2 separate regions of the Muntiacus reevesi genome follow, and region 1 is linked to region 2. A link is a contact called in public Hi-C data. All regions are on one chromosome and are shown on one strand. The core of a region is the stretch at or near the end of the contact, and the rest is flanking DNA. Distances in the headings are between cores, read along the strand shown.

Evidence for each region. A called contact is a pair of places that touch in the nucleus more often than the background predicts.
Region 1: a Hi-C map of muscle shows a contact between it and region 2, with 4 times the contacts expected there. The contact joins the promoter of LOC136157209 here to the promoter of ZNF248 in region 2. A contact is called at or near these places in 2 of 3 Hi-C or Micro-C datasets (blood and muscle).

Annotation. Positions count from the first base shown.
Region 1 is chr2:81,339,846-81,345,120 of mMunRee1.1, reverse strand. It overlaps LOC136157209 (ral guanine nucleotide dissociation stimulator-like), which reads right to left and starts at 3,139. Exons shown (of 7, transcript XM_065919200.1): 1 at 2,989-3,139. The coding sequence starts at 3,139. It overlaps ZNF25 (zinc finger protein 25), which reads left to right and starts at 2,941. Exons shown (of 6, transcript XM_065922239.1): 1 at 2,941-3,637; 2 at 5,244-5,275.
Region 2 is chr2:81,211,953-81,217,195 of mMunRee1.1, reverse strand. It overlaps ZNF248 (zinc finger protein 248), which reads left to right and starts at 3,980. Exons shown (of 6, transcript XM_065922232.1): 1 at 3,980-4,638.

The sequences.
Region 1 (5,275 bases), core at 1,890-4,389, 130 kb before region 2:
CAGTCAATCCTAAAGGAAATCAGTCCTGAATATTCATTGGAAGGATGGATGTTGAAGCTGTAGCTCCAATACTTTGGCCATCTCATGCAAAGAGCTGACTCATTGGAAAAGACCCTTATGCTTGGAGACTGAAGGCAAAAGGAGAAGGGGGAAACAGAGGATGAGACGGTAGGATGGCATCACTGACTCAATGGACACGAGTGTGAGCAAACTCCGGGAGATAGTGAAGAACAGGGAAGCCTGGTGCACTGGGGCCCATGGGGTCACATAGCATCCTACTATTGCGACTGAACAACTGCCGGGCCAGCCGGCTAAGGAACAGGTCGAGGACGCAATCACCAGAGCACCTGAAAAAAGAAAGACTAGGAAAGATGGGGTTGAGAGGGACGGAGTCAGCTCGTGACTGATTCCGACAACTTTATTGAGGGGTAACATACATACATATGCTCACAGGACTCACCAAATTTTAGATCAAAGACATGCATACATGCAGAACTGCAGACACTAGTTTTAGCTCATGAATTTTATCTCAACTCTTTAAGACTAGCAGAGGATGGCACTGGCGTCTTACAATCAGTTAAAGATTCACAGGAGCTTGATAATCTTGTCAGAGTCAGGAGAATGGGCAAATGGTGGCTGCGGCAATTTCCTTGAGGCAGGTGAGAAAGGCCAATTTGCACTTTAATAAATCAGGGGTGGCGGGACAGAGAGAGACCCTTTTGATCTCTCTCAGGGCCTAGAAGGGGCCTGAGCAGTCAGGCCGGCTCCCCGCAAACAACAAAAAAATATGATCCAGCAATTCCACTTCTGTGCATATATCTGGATAAAAACTATCAAAACTGTAGTTCCAAGGGAACTATGTTGGTTTTTATGACAAATCAAAGAAAGAAGTCAGGATGAGGCTACTTTTGAGGACGGGAGTGGTAATAGAGAGAGGTCCCTTAGGAGGGACTTTAGATGTTGATAATATTTTGTTTGAATTCTTGGTGTTTATATGGTTATCTTCACCTTTTTTTTTTCCTGGTAATTCATCTGTTACTACAATTATACGATGCACACTTTCATATAGTTTGGTGAAAGGTGTCAGATCAGGGTGATGTCTCCTAGGTGGTCCTCCTCCTTGTTTCAAAAGAGTAGTTTCAGTCCTGTGGTGTGCAGTTGGTACCTGAGCCCAAAGCAAAAGTTCACTTTATCTAAAGTCTTCACCAATGACTTCAAACTGCCACTTATCTTGGAATTTATTGACTTCTAAAATATGAAGCTGGGGTTTTCAGTAAACTTGGGCCAAACTCACTGACTAGGCACAAAACATAGTTTAAGAAGATCTAGATACTGGAGAAATGCAGAGAAACTCAAGTGCTCTGAAGAGACACCAAAATTGCTGACCATAAAATGGCCACATAAATAGCATCATTCTACAAATTTACTCTACCATCATTTCCTGGGACCTGTCAAGGAGAAATCACTGGGGTAAATAGTATGAAGAAAATAAAATTGGGGAAATTTCTATGTGGGTTTTTACTTAAGGTGGTAATTTCTAAAAGGAATGAAACTTGAAACCTGTAGACAAAATAGTGTTTCATGTTCATTTTAAGATTTCCTTGATGTCCGGTAATATAACAAAGTTTTCATATACATAGTAACTAATTGTACTTTCTTACGATTACATTTCAGTGTTTCTAAGACATGCTTTTTGTCATATTTTAACAACTTTGAAATTGGATTTGTAATGTATCTTAAAGTAAAGGGCTTGTCATAATTTAACTGTCTCTCTCTATATATATTTGCAATAGTAAATAGAATACTGAAGCATCTGGCAGTTCCCTGCATTGTAGATTGTATGAAAATCTGCAACAGGATATTCTTTTTCTATTTTTATTGCATATTGGATGCTCATCTTTCAATTAATTTGTGAGTAGTTTATCCACGAGGGTTAAATCTGTGTCTCATAATCATTCAATATACTTTCTCAGTCTGTGATTTCACCTTGTTATATTCTTTGCTGTTTCTGCTTTTTGTTTCATACTATATCAAATTATGTCCTTTAAAACTTCTTATTTATATTCTAAGTAATTGATGGTTTGCCTTTTAACTTTACATGCTGAATTCATGTACCATATTAACCTTATTTTCTCAAATCATTAACTGAATATTCCAAACTATTTCCAGTTTTAAATAACAATTTTAACATATACTCAATTCTTATGTATTTGGATCTGTTTCTATTTTCCTTTGAAGCCAGCACCAAATTTTAAATTATGTTTACAATAATATGCATTTCCAATACAATTTCGTACCTATTCTTTTGAGATTATGCATTTTCTGGTGAAGTTTAAAATTACTTGTCAAAGAAAACAAAACCAAACTCTTAGAAAAAGAATTGTCATTTGACTGAAATTAAGTTTTATAGAGTTTCCTGTAAGAGTAAATACAAATATTAAAAAATTGAATTTTCCCTGGTTCAAAAGGGGGGAAAGATTTTCTTCCCCTCTTTTCTTGGAGCATTTCCTTGTTAAAACTTGTAATTGCAATCCTTTTTCTGTCCCTTTGAGATGCATGCAAATCTTTTTAAAAAGCAAACAAACCTCTTGTTAGTTTTGCCACCCAGGAATACCTTTTTTAAAAGGCCTCGGAACAATGTCTTTGAAATGTAAACAAACATCAAGGAAGATAGCACCCTATCTCCCCCGTCTCTGGTTAACTCCCAGGCCCTTCGCTTACAAGTTGTAGCTACTTATTTGTCACAGACATACAAGAAGCTTAACTTTTCATCTGGATAAAAGCAATTTACTAATAGAGATGGCCACCCCAATTACCATGTGAATTTAGGATGAAAGATAAAAGTGAGAAAACTTGACACCATTTACTACGCATTGTTCATCCCCCTAGCTTCGAGTACTATCTTTAAATATTACTATCGCTATTCATCGCACTACCTCACGGTAGTTTCCTGTTTTCCAATCGCACACTGGGGATGGCCCCTCTAACCCGCGGCCACCGCGAGTAAAGAAAGGACCAGCTCAGATCGCGGGAAGAAGCCGATTCTCGTGACGTCACCCAAAGTGGAAGCGCAATTCCCGAGTGGGGCGCAGAAGCCTTCCGCGCATGAGCAATTCCACCTCCTTTCAGTAGTCGCCATTGTCCACCTCACGCCCCCGGGGGGAGAGGACTCAAGAGCCTCCGGGTCCGCTGGGCGCCGCAGAGGGCGGGCCTGAAACCTGCGCGGGCCAGGAGCGGAGGCCGAGCCCCTGCAGGTGTGTCGGAGGCCTGGCTGCAGGCGCTAGGCCGGGTTGGGGGGAAGCCGGTTTCCGCGGCTGCGCCAAGTCGGGTACTCTGGCAGCCGACGGCCGCCCCCCTCTGCGCGCCGGACTGCCCTTGGAGGAGGCCTGGGGAGGAGGCCAGGCAAGGGGCCTGGCGGAGGGACGGTTGTCTGCAGCCCCGTTCCTCCTCAGGAGCCGCGTTTCTCGACCTGCGTGGAAGGGGTGGCTGGAGGAGGCCTGGGGCGCGCGCGAGAACGGCTGATTGTGACGTGGATCCCAAGCCAGTCACGTCCGCGCCGGCGCGTGGGCGGCGCTGGCTGCTGGGGACGTGGCGCTGTGAAACCAGACGGATCTGGGCTCAGCTCCAGAGCCCGCCGGTAAATGCGCAGGTTAATCTGGGTAGAACCCGGGTACTCATCTGTAAGAGTACAATAGCCTTTAGGGTCGTTTCTTGTATTCAATAGGGTAGTGTATATGAAGTATGATAAGGCTTCAATAAAGGTGAGCTGCTTTTCTCATTATGCTGTTCTTTTCATTATTGGCTCATTTAATAATAAGCATCCTTTGAATCGGTATTAACCACCTCCATTTAATAAATACAGGTACTAAGGGTTCAGAAAGAGAAGCTGGCTTAGCCGTCATTAGCAGGTGGGATTTAAATTCTGATTTGTTTTACTTTGTATTCATGCAGTTTCCCACCCTAAAGTTTTATTTAATACAGTGATTGTCCCTGAGCACCACCAGCGTGTCGTGGATCTAATCTTACTTTCCAGTATTCTGTTTTCCTTAAAACTCCTGGGTAAAAGGCCCTTCTGCATTCTCTGACCTGTGTATTCTCAGATGACTGTTAGATATGTAAATTTAAACCATAGTTGAAACCCTGAATTTTAAGTTTTACTGGAGAAGATAAGAATCGTATCCAAGCCAGGTCGGAAATGGGACAGACTTTTTAAAAAGATGTAAATTGCGATTTCATCCATGCTCCACATAATGAAGGTGATATCATAAGGCCTCTGATTGGATGGTGCACTAGACTTAGTAAGTAGGCGTTTTGTAAGTACCAGGGCAGCTGGAAGTGGTGTCCTCTGCATATGGGAGGGACCTCACATTATGGCATCTAGTTAGCTTTTGCTCCCTACATGACGTGCCTGCTTGGGGGTTATGGTGCCAAATTGTTATTTTAGAAGCTAAATTTGTGTCACTGTGAACAGATTAGATGGCCGTGTCAGAATTCATCAAGGCCTATCTGCACTTTGTTTGCTCTAGGCCCCAGTCCAAGGTTGGAGGGGACAGTGCATTCCCCGGTTCTATTGTATCTGTGGTGTTGAATTGAAGATTTACAGACTTAGAATAGTACATGATTGTTTAAAATTACCTAATTCCTTCTCATGTTAAAGATAAAAGCATAGAACTAAGATCGTGACTAGGTTTATTCATAGAGCTTAGCATAGAGCTGGAGCTGACAGCGCGCCTCCCTGTCACTATACCATTTGTAGTCAAAACAAAGTTTTTGAAAAAGTGATTTTGGAGAAAATGAAATTTAGGAAGAAGAAACATCCTATTTTTGAGAGCTTTGAAGACTTTCTAACGTTGTGGGGTTTATAATATTAATAGGCAAAATTGTTATGATATGTAACTTAAAGCTTTTCCATATTAATAGATATTTCTCTTTACAAACATTGTAATGCCAGTATAGGATTCCATACCCTGGATATATATTATATACCTTGATTAACTAATCTGCTATTATTGGACATATAAGTTTTCAATTGTTTGTATTATTTAGTAATGGACACATAAACAGCCAACAGGAAAAACATGTTTAGATTAAAAAATGTCCAGATTCATCAAGATTATATGAGTCACCAGTGGACAGGTGGGTACTCCTTTATCGTGGTCCTTCTTATTGCTTCTCATGGCTCAAAGGGACATTTTCCCAGAGGTTTATCTTCTACTAAAATGTTGTATGTAAATTTCTCACAGGTGATCCTGACTTCAAGATAAGGTCTCTTAGG
Region 2 (5,243 bases), core at 2,731-5,230:
AGGCTCTCTCCGTTCACTCTTGCCTAGAAACTTTGGACCATTGTTCAAAGCCCCGACAGAGATTGTCAGAAGATCTTCTGACCAATCCTGAGCAAATCTGCCACACTGATGGAAGCAGCTTTGTCTCAGATGGAAAAAGAAGAGCCAGATATGCAGTAGTCTCCAATTTTGAGATCATAGAGGCTAAATCTTTGCCACCGGTACTTCAGCCCAATTGGCTGAGCTCATATCCCTGATTCAAGCTTTAGAGCTGGAAAAAAGAAAAAGAGCAGCCATTTACACGGACACCAAGTATGCCTTTCTGGTGCTACATGCACATCTGCTATTAGGAAAGAAAGAGGCCACTTGACCATCCCAGGGTCCTGAATCAAGTGTGGTGATCAAATCCTTAGACTCTTGGAGGCAGTTCATCTGCCCGCTGAGATTTCAGTCTCCCATTGCAGAGGACACCAAAAAGGGAGCATGGAAGTGGTGCAAGGGACCAAGCAGCCAATCAGGCAGCTAAGAGAGCAGCATTACAGAACAATGACCTAATAGGGTTTGCCACCTTAGTTTCACAGACTAATTTGCCAGAAACTCCTTCATATATTGAAGGTGAGACTCTTAAAGCTAAAAGTGAGGGCTCTCAAGAAGATCATATGGGGCGGTTCCAAAAGGAGGAACTCCTTGACTCTTTTTTCTGTCTGGGAACCTCCAGTGGAAGTTGGTTAACTCCTTACATGCCACCACTCATTTAGGGGAGAAGGCCCTCCAAAGATTATTAGAAAGACCCTTCAGAGGAACATGCCTCCAAACGACTATAAGTCAAGTGGTCTCCTCTTGTCCCACTTGCCAATTAAACTCCAAGGAGCTAGAAGACTCCAGTTGGCCCAGCCTGTCCAAGAGCGTGGGACATACCCAGGAGAGGACTGGTAGATGGACTTCACCCAGATGCCAGTTTCTCAAGAGTATAAATACCTTCTAGTCATGATAGACACATTCACAGAGTGGATTGAAGGTTTTCCCACCTGGACTGAGAAGGCTGAGGAAGTAGTAAAACAAACAAACAAACAAACAAACAAAAAAAAAACTGCTCCAAGAAATCATTCCGAGATTTGGTCTGCCCAGGTCATTGCAAAGTGACAATAGGACATCATTTACTTCTAAGGTCACCCAAGGAGTCTCTTAAGCATTGGGTATTACTTATTACCTCCATTGTGCCTAGAGGCCTCAGTCTTCAGGAAAAGTAGAAAGAGCCAACCAATTCTTAAAATCACTGATAACAAAGATAACCCAGGAGACTTCCCTTGGATGGAAGGAGGCTTTACCCATAGCTCTCCTCCACACCCATATTGCCCCTAAGGAACAGCTTGATCTTAGTCCTTATGGGATGCTATATGGGAGACATTTTGTTTATATCAATGACCTCTTCCTAATGCAGAGGCTCAGACCCTCTGGTCTTACACCATGGCCACTGGGCAATTCCAACAAGAAATACCCTTGTGGGATGTCAACCTGGACCCAAAAGATTCTAAAGAGCCAACACTATATGCTCCAGGGCCTCAAGTCCTAATTAAAGTCTGGAAAGATGGGTCCCCAAAGGCTCAACTCCAGCCCACATGGAAGGGCCCCTACCCTGTAATACTTTCTACCCCCACAGCAGACAAGGTACCAGGGCACAACTCTTGGATTCACTACTCATGAGTCAAGCTGTAGAAGAAAACAGAAGAGGGCACTCAGTACACCTGTCAGCCCCTGGGAAACCTCAGATACCTATCCAGGACTACAAGTGAGTGTCATTCTAATGAACATGCTCAATTTAAGTTTCCAGGAATAAAATTTCTCAGGATAGCTCTAAAGAGCCAACATAGCTTGGCAGAGGTTGTACTCCAAAACAGACAGGAGATAGATTTCCTGATCCCTAAACAAGGAGGGATTTGAGTCATCTTGAGTGAGATGTGTTGTTGCTGGGTAAATACCTCCAGCCAAGTTAAAGAAAGTCTCACAGTCCTCAAGAAAAACATTCAGATCCTACAGGATCTCAAAATAACGAGCTGAAAAGTCCTCAGGGTGGCTACAATCTCTCCTTGGGGGATCCTTCTCCTGGCAAAGGGGAATTTGGAGTTGGCTAATGCCCCTACTAACCCATGTTATCACCATATTAATGCTGCTTATGATTGCTCCATGTATTAGCAATTGCCTAACCTATTTTATCTGCCCAGGTCAACAAGCTACAACATGCAAAGCCAGTTCAACAAGGATATAGAAAACTACAGCCAACCACAGAAAATATCACTCACCCTTAGATGGACACTGCTATAAGGACTCTGAGGTTTGAGATTAGCAAGAGAGGGAGGCCCAATGCCCCTCGTCATCCCAGCTCAGCAGGAAGTAGCCAGAAAGACCTTGATGCCCCTATTCCCAAAGAATTGGGCCTCCCATCTCTTGAGGGGGGATTGTTAGGTAGGTAGAATAGGAAAAAAGAGTCCAAAATGACAGTGGCTAAAAGACAAAGAAAGGAAAAAGCTCGTGAAAATGGAACAAAAGAAAATCCGAGGACCAGACTGAGCACCACAGGTAAAACAAACAGACCTCCTGGCTAGCCCAATTTATATAGGACAGACTCAGGGAGAGGAGACAAAACATTTTTATAAAAACAGGAGCCAAGATTGAGCCTCTCTCCTTTTTGGGTCAGCCTGTCTTCACACCTCTAGGATGTACTACCCTTTGCTCCCCAAAGAAAACTGGACTGTAACAAAGCTGTAACACTGATCCACCATTTCAAATCTTTACATTGAGACAGAACTGAGAAAATTACACACTCCTCCAACAGTTGGGAATAAAACAAATATCCATATTGATATAAATAAATGATGTTATAAACAAATTTAGGGAATGAAAATCTTCCCTTATAGAAGATTTCCAATTAATAAAGAAGAAAGAGGTGAAATCTTAAATCACCAATTGGAATACCACAGTAATAACTGTTGCATGCAAGATCCACATATGAAAGATAAAAGTAGTGGCCAAAACTCTAAGTAGAAAGAGTATATCTGCATAACCTCAAAGGTTCTCAACCCAAATTCACTACTAAATGTGGCAGTTTAAAAATATCACCCTAAATTTGAGATGCAGCTTATTACTGCCCCCTGCTGAGTGCACTGGACTTCATAACCAGTGTCTACACTGGACTTCTAAGCATAGATTGGAAAGTGAAAAATCCTAACGATACTGGAGAAACTTGTCAGACTTGACCTTAACGAAGTAACCAAGGGTAATATAAGTTATGTTGATAATCGTGTGTCCCCTCATATATATAAAAGACACATCCTCTCTGTGATATTTCTAAAAATTTAAAACCTTAGTCCAATCAGGAGAAAATATCAGACAAACTTAAATTCAGGGACACTCTTCAAAATATGTGATCACTATTCTTCACAAATCTGAAGGTAATAATAGACAAAGAAAGACCAGAAACTATTATAGATTGGATGAGACCAAACAGATGTGATGACTAAACGTACTGTGGTATCCTGGATTGAATCCTAGCTCAGTAAAAAGCGCATTAATGGAAAAACGAATAAACTCTGTAGTTTCATTAGAATTGTACCCATATCACTTTCTTAGTTTTGCTAGATGTACCACGGTTTTGCAAAATGTTAACAATTAAGGGAAACTGGGTGAAGAGTATATGGGACCAATCAGAGCAGCTTAGTTATTAAAAAATTTTAAATAACGTTGACCAGAAAGAGTTAACTACATATTCTTTTATGAAAAGTTCATCATCAACTAACAGGCTCTTATGATTATAGTGTGTTAAAAATATCATGAGAATGCCCACATAAAATAATATATATTTGGTTCCAGGGAAAACATAGTTGGTTTGGAGAGATGAGAAAGTGCTTTCTTCCTTAAGTTTGAATATGAACAGTTTCGCATATATGAACAATTTTTATTAATAATGAACTGCTAGGTCGCTTTTTTCCTCATTCTAGAGAACGACTATGCTGCTCACAGGTATCATTTTAGTTTACATAAATTTGCTGTCTAAACTGCCAGAAAATAAGTTTACCAAAACTAAAATAACATCTGTTCACGTTCATAAATATAATTAAGTGTACCACTTTTCTTGATGCGTCTAGTCAAAAATGCACACTGCTTTGACGTACATCTGTGGGACACGGACAGAATCCAGGGTTCAGGTAGCAGGAATGAGTATAACAGATAGTAACCTCTCAGTTCAGTCAACAAGGCAGAAACTCTCCAGCTTACTTCTAGAGTGGGCATGGTGTACAGTTTGAAAGATAATCTTAAGAAACATACTGAACAATTTCTGTGCCGGAACTCATCCTAAGTGCTTTTACAAGACAAACATCCCAAATCTTCATAAAAAACCGTTAGTTAGGTACTGCACTACTATTAGCTTACTTTTAAAATGTATGAGTGAGGCATGCTTCTAAAGGTACGGCCACTTTTCCAACGCAAACTACCAGGAGCTAAGATCCAGGTCGCTGCTACCGCGCCACGCCGCGCCGCGCCGCTCCCTCCCTCTGCGCATGTGCATCCCCGCCTTCTCCTCCTGGCTCGTCCTTCCGCGGCCTCCAGCCCCTCGTGGGAAACAATCCCTGGCCTCCAGGTCCACGGGCGAGGGAGCTGCGGGTGAGCCCCGGAGGGTGGGGGCAAGGGCCGAGCGGGCTCCGCGCGGCTGGGAGAACCGGCCGAGGCAGCGGTGTCGGGTGGTGGGTTGGAGCCCCGCGAACACTGCGCGACCGCGGGAGCCTACAGCATCTGCAGAACTGAAGGGACGGCAGGCGAGTGCGCTTCTGCCTTAAGGGGCCAGAGTTCCGTGTGGGAACGCGGCCTCTCAGGCTCACTCGGTCTGCAGGTGTTCCGCCCCTCAGCGGAGCGGGAGGCGCTGTCCTGTGGCCGCGGGTGGGGAGTGCGCGTGCGTGAAGTGTGCGCTGGGCCCACGGGGGTGGGGGGCGGGTAGGAGGTGCGGGGAAGAGCGATTGCGCCTGTGCGACTTGTTTTTGCGCACTTCACGTAGTGACGTATGCGTCTCTCCTGCGCCGCGCTTACAGGGAGCCGGGAGGCTGTAGGAGAAGACCATTGTCTCCCGCAGGGCCCAGGAATAAATGAATTTCCTGGACCAAATTGCCGCCTAGAGACTTGGTTTTCTTATCTGTAAAATGCAGACCTCTAGAGTGCTTGCCTCTTTGGGTTGTTTTGAGCGCCCACGTTTTGTCAGCTGCTGTTAGTGTTTG